Linked DNA regions of Mus musculus: region 1 is linked to region 2. A link is a contact called in public Micro-C data. All regions are on one chromosome and are shown on one strand. Each heading gives the region's core, a stretch centred on a gene start, on an enhancer-like site or on the middle of the called end of the contact. The rest is flanking DNA. Distances are from core to core; before and after follow the strand shown. Region 1 overlaps Tspan5 (tetraspanin 5). Region 2 holds the start of 4930425O10Rik (RIKEN cDNA 4930425O10 gene).

Region 1 (5,444 bases), core at 1,193-3,692, 38 kb after region 2:
TCTCCTGCTCTGTGCTGTGAGCATCTGCAGCAGAGTTTGGATTGATTTTCACCTTCTGAACTGTCATAGACGATTTCTGTTCCTTCCTTGACATAGGAGATTCCTGTAGCTCAACCCTTACCTAGTCTGAGGCCATCCTCTGCCTCTTCACAAAAGTTCTAAAGGTGAAAAAGTGGGCTGGGGAGGGAGATGAGAAGCCAAAGCTGAGGTTGGTTACCACACCGAGGGACGTGCTTGCTTCTTGGAGTTGTGTCTTGTGGATGTCAAAGCCCCTTTCCAGGAAGGGCCTTACTGTTTGCTGCCGTGATGGGAAGAGTGTATTGAGGCTCGTGAGAAGCAATGGCTGAGATTGGGAGCTGCAGAGGGATACTCATCTATGTTTGGAAGCCCACACAGGCATTGGGTGATTTCTTGGACAGCGTTCCTGGCGGTTGTAGTGAGAGTGAGCTTTACCTGGGCCATTGCTCTGGTTGTTCATAGGGAGCAGCCTTCATCCTTCAGACATGATGTAATGTCTTTCTCCAGACAAAGAGCAGCCTCTGTGGACAGTGGGGCCCCAGAATCCCAAACATTGCTCCTCAGCTATGATGCCTACCCACTGCATGGACAGCATTCACCTTTGACCTTTAGAGCAAAGAGAACCCAGGCCAGAATGATGTTCCTGCTGCCTCCTGTGCTCTGTATGGTAAGTCCTTAGTGCCTGGTCCAGAAATCTTTGTCGTCCTCTTCTTCTTCTCCTTCTCCTCCTCCTCCTCCTCCTCCTCCTTCTCCTCCTTCTTCTTCTTCTTTTTTTTTTCCTGAGACAGGGTTTCTCTGTGTAGCCCGGGCTGTCCTGGAACTTACTTTGTAGACCAGGCTGGCCTCGAACTCAGAAATCCGCCTGCCTCTGCCTCCCGAATGCTGGGATTAAAGGCGTGTGCCACCAACGCCCAGCTTCTTTCAGGGTTCAAAAAGCAGACGCCAGTTAATTTATTACCTTGTCTATGGGGTAAAGTCAAATCTAGACCTGTCTGGTTATCCTGTGTACAGCTTTTATACCCAGTTAGATGTGCTCACATAAGTCCTGCATAGAACATACTTACACGGGCCTCCTCCACAGAGAACATGGTTGGGAAGGCGAGGGTTGGTAGTGCCTCATAGCTGGTCAGGTTTCTTAGCGGCAAGGATGTCATCTTAGATACTTCTCTGTGTGTCAGTGTGCCTCCAGGCAAGCAAAGGAGACAGACCACAGTACCTTCAGGAATTGCGTCCTGTGTTGGATGAGATTGAAGCTGAGCCCAAGTGTGATTGATTCTTGGTCGTAGAAAAGGAGTCTGACACCAGGAGTGTGGGCAGCCCCTTCAGGGACAAGCTGTAGCCCATCTGAGGCAAAAATGCAGGGTTAGCCAGATGCCTGGCCCTTAAGAACAGATGGGAGTGTCCTAGCAAGGTGCTCCTACCACGAGGCAGCAACGGCCTGTCTTGACAGCAGTGGGCCTCTGATGAAACAGGGCCAGAGAGATCTCGAAATCTGTGTCTGGTATTTGTAAGTTGTTTTCAGGCACTCAGCCATGCTGTTGGAGAAGGCCTCAGAGCTCACCTCAGAGCTCACCTGAGGCACGTTAGGGACGAGTTGATGATTGATTCTCAGTCGCTCAGCTGGGCGGAGCCAAGGCTAGTCCTTGGTTCAGAGCAATTTTGAGTGCATTTCTTTGTGAGTTCTACATGCACTTGCCATCTGTACTGGGACTCTTCACCCCCCCCCCCTCGCCGAGAGGGATAATATATAATACAGGTTTAAAATGAAGACTTTAGATGCTAGATGGTAAGAGGTGCCCAGGTAGGAAACCTGATGTGGAATCTTAGTCCTATGATTTCCAGGATGAATCTTACAGGCATCTAGTCAGACCATAAACAGAAATGACATTTCGTTCACTTAATGATAGGTGAAAAATTATTCACTGGCTGTGGCTGCTAATTGAGGTCCAGCATGAGTCAGGCTAGAACTTAGGAAGTCAGGAACAGGGTAAAAAATAAGCATGGATCAGGAAGTGGATTTTAATAAGATATCCATGGGAGGGGGACCCTTGCTATGTGAGGGCTAGATAAATATGATGATTTCCACTGGTGCTGTGCTGTGTGCTTTGGAAGTGGGAGGGGTGGGGAAGGGGAGTCAGGGCTCCTAAAGTGCCACTCTCCAAGCTTTAGCTGACATAGAAAGCAGGCGGTGCTTGTAAAGTCAAATGCTTTTTGGCATTTCTGGTGGTGTAAATTCCATCGTGTCTCTACCATTTTGAAGAACATCTTGGTGTGGTAGGAGTGAGGGGCTTCTTGTGGTAGGGCTCCCTGCTAAAGGAGAGAGGTGGCTCAGCAAGATGGCTGAGGCATGGGGACTTTGCAGAAGGGCCCAAGACAACACCCACTCTGAGTACTTCTCAGCCAGTCCCCACAGGGAACAACACCAAACACTGTGGTTGCTGAAGCTGTGCCCTTGAAGCTAAGGGAGCATGGAACGCTAGTGTGAATCAGAGTGGGTGTGGCCATTCAGGGACAAAATTCCCATCCGTTGGCTGTGGTTCTTTTTATCTTTAGTTAATGATTTCATTCTTTAAAAATTAAAAACAAAACAAAACAAAACAAAACTCCACACGTCAATTTTCACATGTTTATGGTGTTGTTTGTGGATTAGTGGTCTGTAATTACCTCAACTCCTGGGCACAGTATATTTGTTATCACAGTGAAGAGGGCGTACCAATTATTTTAAAAAGCAATTTCTCTTTTAATTTATGCACGTGCGATATTAGCTAGCTTAAATGCATATGCATAGAAAGATACGTAGTCTCTCTACATTGACCTGGCTGTCCTAGAACTCAGTACGTCGATGAGGCTGGCCTCAAACTCACAGAGCTCCACCTGCCTCTGCCTCCCAAGTTCTGGGAACATAGGTATGTGCAACCATGCCTGGAGAAAGATAATTATATATAGCTATTTATTATATAGCTATTTTATTGCAAATAATTAAAGGAAAGAAAGACTTGAATATTAACATACTTTTCATTGCCATTGAACATAAATTCTAAAATGCTGAAGTTTTTTTCCAGGGGTTTAGAGAGGACTGAAAAGACACTTAAAGTAGGGCTGTTCCCAACTTCACATCCAGGTACCATAGTTGCCTACTGTCAGCGCCTATTTCTGGGTTACCATTTGACGTGCGACACTGCCCATGCTAACTTCTCCCAGTCCCTTGGCTCCTGTCAAAGGAGCTACGTCAGTGCATCAGATGCCTCCCCAGGAGCCTAGAGGACCTGTCCTGTTTGTCACCTGCTTTCCCTCTGCCTCTCTACAGACACACAGGGCTTGTATTTGACAGATTTGATAGTGGGAGTCAGAAGGTTTTGGTATCAGAGGGTTGGAGTTTGAATCTGTCTGTCTGTCTGTCTGTCTGTCTGTCTCTGATGGTGGTGCTGGGATTCCCAGCCATCATATCTCTTGTTTATTTAATAGGAGAGTTATTTTGCCTCCTGTTAAATGTTCGAGTCTTGGTTTCCTTGAGGATCAAGGGTGTGTTGGGAGACAGTTCTTTTAGGTCACTTGTGTTTTTGCATGGGGGTTGGTTAGGGTGTTGGTTGCTTTTGATCTGAAGGATGTCTCTATAAAAAGAAGCCTAGTAAGGTTGGTGACAGTCACATAACATTTGGGCTCCTTAAGCTCAGGAATCCTCAGTTACTCTGTGAGCCCTCGGCAATGTCCTCTGGCAGTCTGGGCTTGGGGAACCAGCACTTGACTTCTGGGAGCTAAGGCCTGCCTGAACCCTGGATGAAACCCCATCATTTAGGTCTTTTCCTACAAGGACCCAGACAGCCATAGTAAAATGGGCCTCTGAGTCAGTGCCATTGGGGGGGGTCATTATGACAGGGAACTATGGATCCTGTAAGGTGGAAGGAGAGATCTGACGCCTGAACGTTTTCCTGACTGCTATATGTCACACAACTCATCCCCCTCCTCTCTTGCACACACACACACACACACACACACACACACACACACTTGTCATATATAATACTGAGGAATGTAGGTCAGTGTGTAATGTGTGCTTAGCCATGGGTCCAGTATGTAACATCACAAAAACAAAACAAAATTCTAAATTTGTTGTAAAATTTGAAGGGACAGTTAATGTAACTTTTCCTTTTGGTGAGTTTGGCACATGGGGTGTGGATAAGATCTCCCAGTCAGAAGTGCCACTCGAGGCCCTGTGATTTCTTTAGAGTGGCTGGCTCGGGGCAGCAGCCTTCTTTGTTGTTTTGGAGTCTGCCCTTTCTTTTCTCTCCCTGAACCCCATGTTCTACCTGATGATCTTTGAGTCACGGCAGATTGTTTTTTAAGGGATGTATCAAAGTTGCCTTTAAATGGTTGACTTACAAGCCGGCTGTTAAAGCGAGTTTTACAGGCTACCAGATGAGATGGAGTCAGTGGTCTGGCTAGGTGTACCGTCGCAACAGTTTTAAAAGACAGTGCCAAGATGAAGACATCCATCAGCAACCCATTGCGTCACATAGGGGTCCCGTGGTAGATGGTACCATCACAGTTCCTTGTCATGATGCCCCCCCCCCCCAAAGGTGACTCACTTAGATCTTTCTGGTCCGTGTGGGAGAAGATCTAGATGAGAGACTTTCATCCTAGGCTTCGGCAAGGCTTGGCTCCCAGAAGGCATTCCATAAATTGTTTTGTACGCTTGAGTGACTAAGAAAACATGAAAGTAAGTGCTTAGTTAACTGTAAAGTGTTAGTCGCATGTGAATTACTATCCCCCCATCCCTGTCTGCAAAGTAGACCGATGCTCAGGTGTGGCAGAGGAGAGCCGAAGGAGGAGATCTGGGGTGATGGAAAGTGGCCTCCACACTAGCCTTCCTCTCCTGAAAGGTTGACAGGCTAGGCTGTGAAGCAGTTTCCTCCCTCCCTCCCTCTCCTCCCTTCCCCTCCCCTCTCCTCCCCTCTCCTCCCCTCCCCTGCCCTCCCCTCTCCTTCCCTCCCACCTTCCTTCCTTCTGTATAGTCTTGGCTGTCCTGGAACTCACTCTGTAGACCAGGTTGGCCTCAGCTCACAGAGATCTGTCTGCCTCTGTCTTCCCTGTGCTGTGATCAATGGCATGTGTCACCCCCCAAAGGTGGAACAGTTTCTAAGGAGCAGATGGTCCCAGCTCCTGTTATCCATTTATAACAACCCCAGAGATCTTTCTAAAGGATGGGCGTCGTTCATCTCTTTTACCACTTTCATCTTATAGACTTTAATTATTTCTACCAAAATTCTCCCCATCACGTTTCTGTCTTCATCTGTAGGGATTTTATCTGGCACCATTTTCTTGTGTCCAAAATATCTTTTCTCCCAGAGCTATAGGCTCCTTTCATGATTCTTGGGTGCTTTCTGGAACCCTCTGCTGAGTGAGCTGGAATATATCTGGTAGGATAA
Region 2 (5,308 bases), core at 2,304-4,803:
TAAGACCCTTACTGTCTTTTCTTCTCTAGCATTCTGCATAGCTCCTTCTGAAACTATGGAAGCTGCTGGATATTCTGAGTGTCCAATCTGATAATGTTTAGCTGTCTGTCTACTGGCTGCTATTTATTATTTTACTTTGGCTTGCTGTGCATTTAATAATTTATCCATTCAAATCCAAAAAATATGGCTATCATAGATCATTTTCTAGATTGCACAGCATATTCTCTTTCAAAAGCAAAAACAAAGATGGATTCGATCCATGAATTTGAAACTCCAAATTTATTAGAGCAAATTTCGTTCAAGAACACGTTGCATGTTATTGATTTTATTCAAGAGCGCCAGCAAGGTGACAGAGAGAAATGTGCTAGTGTAAAAAAATAAATAAATAAAATGGAGGTATTATGTTGTAGAAAACAGAACGAATGGAGCTTTTCTTTTTTAAAGTAACGTTTTTGTTTTCCTTTTTCAAGATCATAAAAGCACCATAACCATATCAATTGCTAAGAAGGAAAGGATGTGGTGGAATGGTCCATTATCCCAGGCACACATTACACTTTTCTGGCGTGGCTTAGAATCATTTTGTCAGTTAATAAAGATAAACCATGGATACTTTAAATGGGATTTATATTAAACCACTTCCTTGTCTTCCGGGATGTCAGACTCTCATGGGTTGTCTTCTGTTTCATCAGGCATCCTCTCCGTCTCCTTTGCTGGATCTTTTCTCTTATCTTGGATTGGATGCTGGTGGTGCTGGAGCCTCCACGTGCATCTCTCTACAGATGACCTTGTCCAGACTCCAGCTCTGCTCTTCTCTCTTTGCTGATGACCCAAGATGCTTCCTCTGAGAGTCAAAAGACTAGAGCAGCTGCCTGCTCACCATCTCCACGTGAAGTGTCATGCATGTTCCACTCAGCAGGGCCCAAACCCTTGTCCTAGTTCCTCCCCAAGTCTTCCTCACTGGGGTTAGCAAACAGGTGCTTCAGAGCAGAGACCTAGGGGACAGATTTGATTCCTTTGTCTTCCTCAATCCTCATATGCGGCCCATCAGTAAGACTTTTATTTTGTTTGGTTTTGTTGTGTCTGAAACAGGAATTCACTGTGAAGACCAGAGACTGGCCTTGAACTCAGATCCTCCTGTCTTAGACTCCTGAGTATTGGGGTTATAGGCACATCTTACCAGGCCCAGATTTGGCAACATGGAATCTGAATTTTTGCCTCATCCCCAGGTTACTATGATCACATTTTCTCCGACCTCAGTTGTTGAATGGAGTTCTCTGATTTTATTCCTTTCTCACCATCTCTGACCTGTCCATCAGACAGGTGAGTGTGTGTGTGTGTGTGTACACATGTACATGGATCCAGTCATAAATTATAGGTGAGAAGACAGCATCAGGCATCACTCTGTCATTCTCTTCCTTTAAGACAAACTCTCACTGAGCCTGAAGCTGGAGTGCACTGCTCCTCACCTAGCCATGGGGTTCCATAAGGTCACTTGAGGTCCCATGGAGTCGCATGGGGTCACATTAGGTCAAATGGGATTGTGCCCTGCTTTTTATGTGAGTTCTGAAGGTTTACAGTCATGTATTCACATTTGCTCTAGGAGCACAGAATCATCTCTCCAGCCACCACCCGGTTTTTAGATCAGGGTTTCATGTAGCCCAGGCTAACCTTTGTTATATAGCCAAGATGACCTTGAGCTACTGTTCCTCCTGTCTTTACTTCCAAGTACTGAGAGTATAGTGTCAGCCTATACAACTTGCTTCAGACAGATGTTTTTACAAATAAAACATTTTACAAAAAAACAAATTACATTTTTTTAACAAAAAGAGTACATCCTAAGCTGGTCAAATTCACTTATCAGACTGAAAACAGAACTGCAAGTCCTTTTATGGTCATTAGGCCTCTATGTGATCGGACACACACTCCCCTGCCTTCATCTCCATCTGGTCCCTAATTCTCTCACTCTGTACTAATAGCAATATATTCTTTGCTCTGGGTGGCAGGAATCCTAGCCCTAAGCCAGTATACTGGCTAGTTTTGTGTCAACTTGACACAGCTGGAGTTATCACAGAGAAAGGAGCTTCAGTTGAGGAAATGACTCCATGAGATCAAACTGTAAGGCATTTTCTCAATTAGTGATCAAGGGGGAAAGGCCCCTTGTGGGTGGGACCATCTCTGGGCTGGCAGTCTTGGTTCTATAAGAGAGCAGGCTGAGCAAGCCAGAGCAAGCCAGTAAAGAACATCCCTCCATGGCCTCTGCATCAGCTCCTGCTTCCTGACCTGCTTGAGTTCCAGTCCTGACTTCCTTTGGTGATAAACAGCAGAATGGAATTGTAAGCTCAATAAACCCTTTCCTCCCCAACTTGCTTCTTGGTCATGATGTTTGTGCAGGAATAGAAACCCTGACTAAGACAGCCAGCATCTTTATATTCTACTGTTCCCCTTTACAAGAACATTCTTCTTTTAGACAAGGCTATTAACTCTGTGCTATATTTTATTTAAGTATTTAAACATTACTTCCTTGGAGGTCTTTCCACCTTGCTATGCAGGTCTCTGTCCCTGCAACTGTGTTTGTGCCTGTAATTCCTGAGAGAAGGAAACACAGTCTCAATGTGACTGGGAATCAGACAATGAGGATGGAAACACAGTGAAATGAAGAAACTGGATACATTACACCAGTGATGGAAGCAAGAGACATGTTACATAGATGAGGTAGAGTGAGTGACTTCATTGCAGAGGATGAGGCAGAGTGAGTGACTTTAAGGGGACTAACCGACAGAAGCTGTGTTGGTTAGGTTACTATCCATGTCACACAAGCTAGGGTCATCTGGGTAGATAGAGCTTCAGATGAGAAGATGTCTATTCAACTGACCTGCAGGCAAACCTATGAAGCATTTTCTTGATTCCTGGTTGATGAAGGAGGACCTAGCCTACTATGGGCAGTGCCACCTTTGGTCACGTGGTCCTGGGATGTAAAAGAAAGCAGGCTGAGCAAGCCATGGAGAGCAAGCCAGTAAGCAGAACTCCTCCACGGCCTCTGCTTCAGTTCCTGCTCAGGATTCTGCTCTGCTTAAATTTCTGCCTTGGCTTCCCTTAGTGATGGAACATAATCTCAATGGGTAAGCAAAACAAACCTTTCCTCTAAGACGCTTTTGGTCATTTTTTTTAATCACATCAATTGAGACCTAATTAGGATGGAGGCCCTGGTCACATGCTGTTGTGCAAAGCATAGAGTCCTAAGACAAAATGAGCCCAAGTTCTCGTCCAGCAGCAAGTGGTTCAAGGCAACTAAGTGTGCTTCTGGGGAAAAGGTAGCTTCTTATAGAACTAGGGATGTAAGAGAAAGAGTCATCAAAAATCCCATTCATATGCAATTCTGAGTTTTTGTGTAATAGTTTTAAAAACTAAATTAAGCTACTTCTTAACAAAACCTGCGCTGGTGGTCCCGCTGCACTGGTGGTCCCGCTGCACTGTGGTCCCGATGCACTTGTGGTCTCGATGCACTGTGGTTCCGTTGCACTGGTGGTTCCGCAGCACTGTGGTCCCGCTGCACTGGTGGTCCTGCTGCACTGTGGTCCCGATGCACTTGTGGTCCCGATGCACTGTGGTTCCACTGCACTGATGGCCCCGCTGCACCGTGGTACCGCTGGGCAACAAGAACTGGAACCACTTTAAGAGTGAGGCCAGAGTGAGTGTGCCCCATGCCTATGCTGGAGCCCCATCTGTGTCTATAACTTGCACATTCCAAACATTTCTTCATTGGACACCTCTTTTGCTCTCTGGTTAATGCTCTGACAGATCTTCAGTTTGCTTTAGCTGACAATCTTTTCCTTTGGAGAGGTGTTACAACTGGAAATGGAAAAGGTTTTCATCTGGGATTCTCCAACTCCCCTTAGCATCAGGCACATCCCAGAGGACAAAGCCCCAGTCTATGAGCCGACAAAAGCAGATCTAAAGACCCATATCCCAGAACCCACTGTTTCCCACGTGCTTCACGAAGATACTTTGGAAGGTCCTTCGGAATCTCTCCCTACAGGTTCAGTCCAGCTTTATCCTTTACATTAGGGAGAGTGTTATTGTTTTGTTTTGTTTTTTCCAGTGGGAACTGACTGATGAAGGCGGTATAGGTGGTTAGGATCTGTCTCCTAAATCCTCACGCAGTTTCTCCTTCTTCATATAGCGTGGCCTCTTCCTCTCTGGGTCCATCTTGGTCATTCACTGTCCTTCCCCACAGGGAATGGAATTACCCACCGCAGCTTCACCCCAAGGTCAAGTGAGGAAAGAGCTGAAGGGCTGGACTGCCCTGGATCCTGCAGCATTTCCACAGTGATCTCATTTATCTCCACTGCTCCACTTTCAGTGTCTTTGGTAATTCCGAGTGGCCTGCGCAATCGTTATCTGGCCCTTGCGGGGAGATAAAAAGCCTTGTTGGTTTTAAAGGGAAAGTTTTAGTGATTGAAATTTTATCGGCAGAATGGCCATGGAAATTAGTGTGTGTGTGTGTGTGTGTGTGTGTGTGTGTGTCCACTTTGAGAAAAAGAACTGAGACCTGTATGCTCATCATTGAAATAGAAAATCATTAAGTGACTTTTGCATATCCTAGGACACTGTCAAAGGAAGCCACAGTAGGTCATCTGCCACCTATAAACTTTCTGCCCTGCATGCATACTTGTTAACGGTACCAAAGCCATCCCCTGGCTACAACTTACCTCCTTGGAAATGTCTGGCATAAGAAACATTGCCTAATCATATGTCTAAATGACACAAACTAGAGTCATTGGGGAGGAAGGAGCCTTAATTGAGAAAATGCCTCCATAAGATCAGGCTGTAGGGAAGTCAGTAGGGCATTTTCTTAAATAGTGTTTGATTTCCGAGGGCCCAGCCCATTGTTGGTGGGGCTACCTAGCCCAGTAGTTTCTCTCTCTCTCTAGCCTCATATAATATATATATTCTATGATAAATATATAATAAATCTATTTATATAATGTATAATAAATACATATTATAAATATATGTATATACTTGTATATAGTCTATATAGTAAAGTAGGCTGAGCAAGCCATGGGGAGTAAGTCAGTAAGCAGCACCCCTCCGTGGCTTCTGCATCAGCTCCCGCCTCCAGGTTCCTGAGTTCTTGCTCTGACTTCTTTTGATGATGAACGGTGATATGGAAGAGCAAGCTTTGGTTATGGTGCTTCATCACAGCCATGGGAACCCTAACTAAGACAGCCATCCATCTTTAATTTATGGGAACCCAACAGCAAACCTGCCAGGGTGGAAACTGTCCCCAACTCTGTCCTCATATAAA

The links. Hi-C and Micro-C count contacts between places; a contact is called where the count stands out from the background.
Region 1: a Micro-C map of granulosa cells shows a contact between it and region 2, with 1.9 times the contacts expected there. The contact joins the enhancer-like site here to the promoter of 4930425O10Rik in region 2. A contact is called at or near these places in 3 of 484 Hi-C or Micro-C datasets (granulosa cells, natural killer cells and nephron progenitors) and 1 of 115 datasets of contacts at active chromatin or transcription factors (embryonic stem cells).

What each region holds. Positions count from the first base shown.
Region 1 is chr3:138,762,524-138,767,967 of GRCm38.p6, forward strand. All of the region lies in intron 1 of Tspan5 (tetraspanin 5), which reads left to right. Among named protein-coding and RNA genes, the nearest start is that of Tspan5, 23 kb to the left of the region's middle. Within about 2 kb of position 2,443, at least 34 of the 459 cell types and tissues checked have an H3K27ac peak or open chromatin away from gene starts, as enhancers often do. A contact at or near this core is called in granulosa cells, where this site is marked.
Region 2 is chr3:138,723,431-138,728,738 of GRCm38.p6, forward strand. It overlaps 4930425O10Rik (RIKEN cDNA 4930425O10 gene), which reads right to left and starts at 3,554. Exons shown (of 4, transcript NR_040545.1): 1 at 3,432-3,554.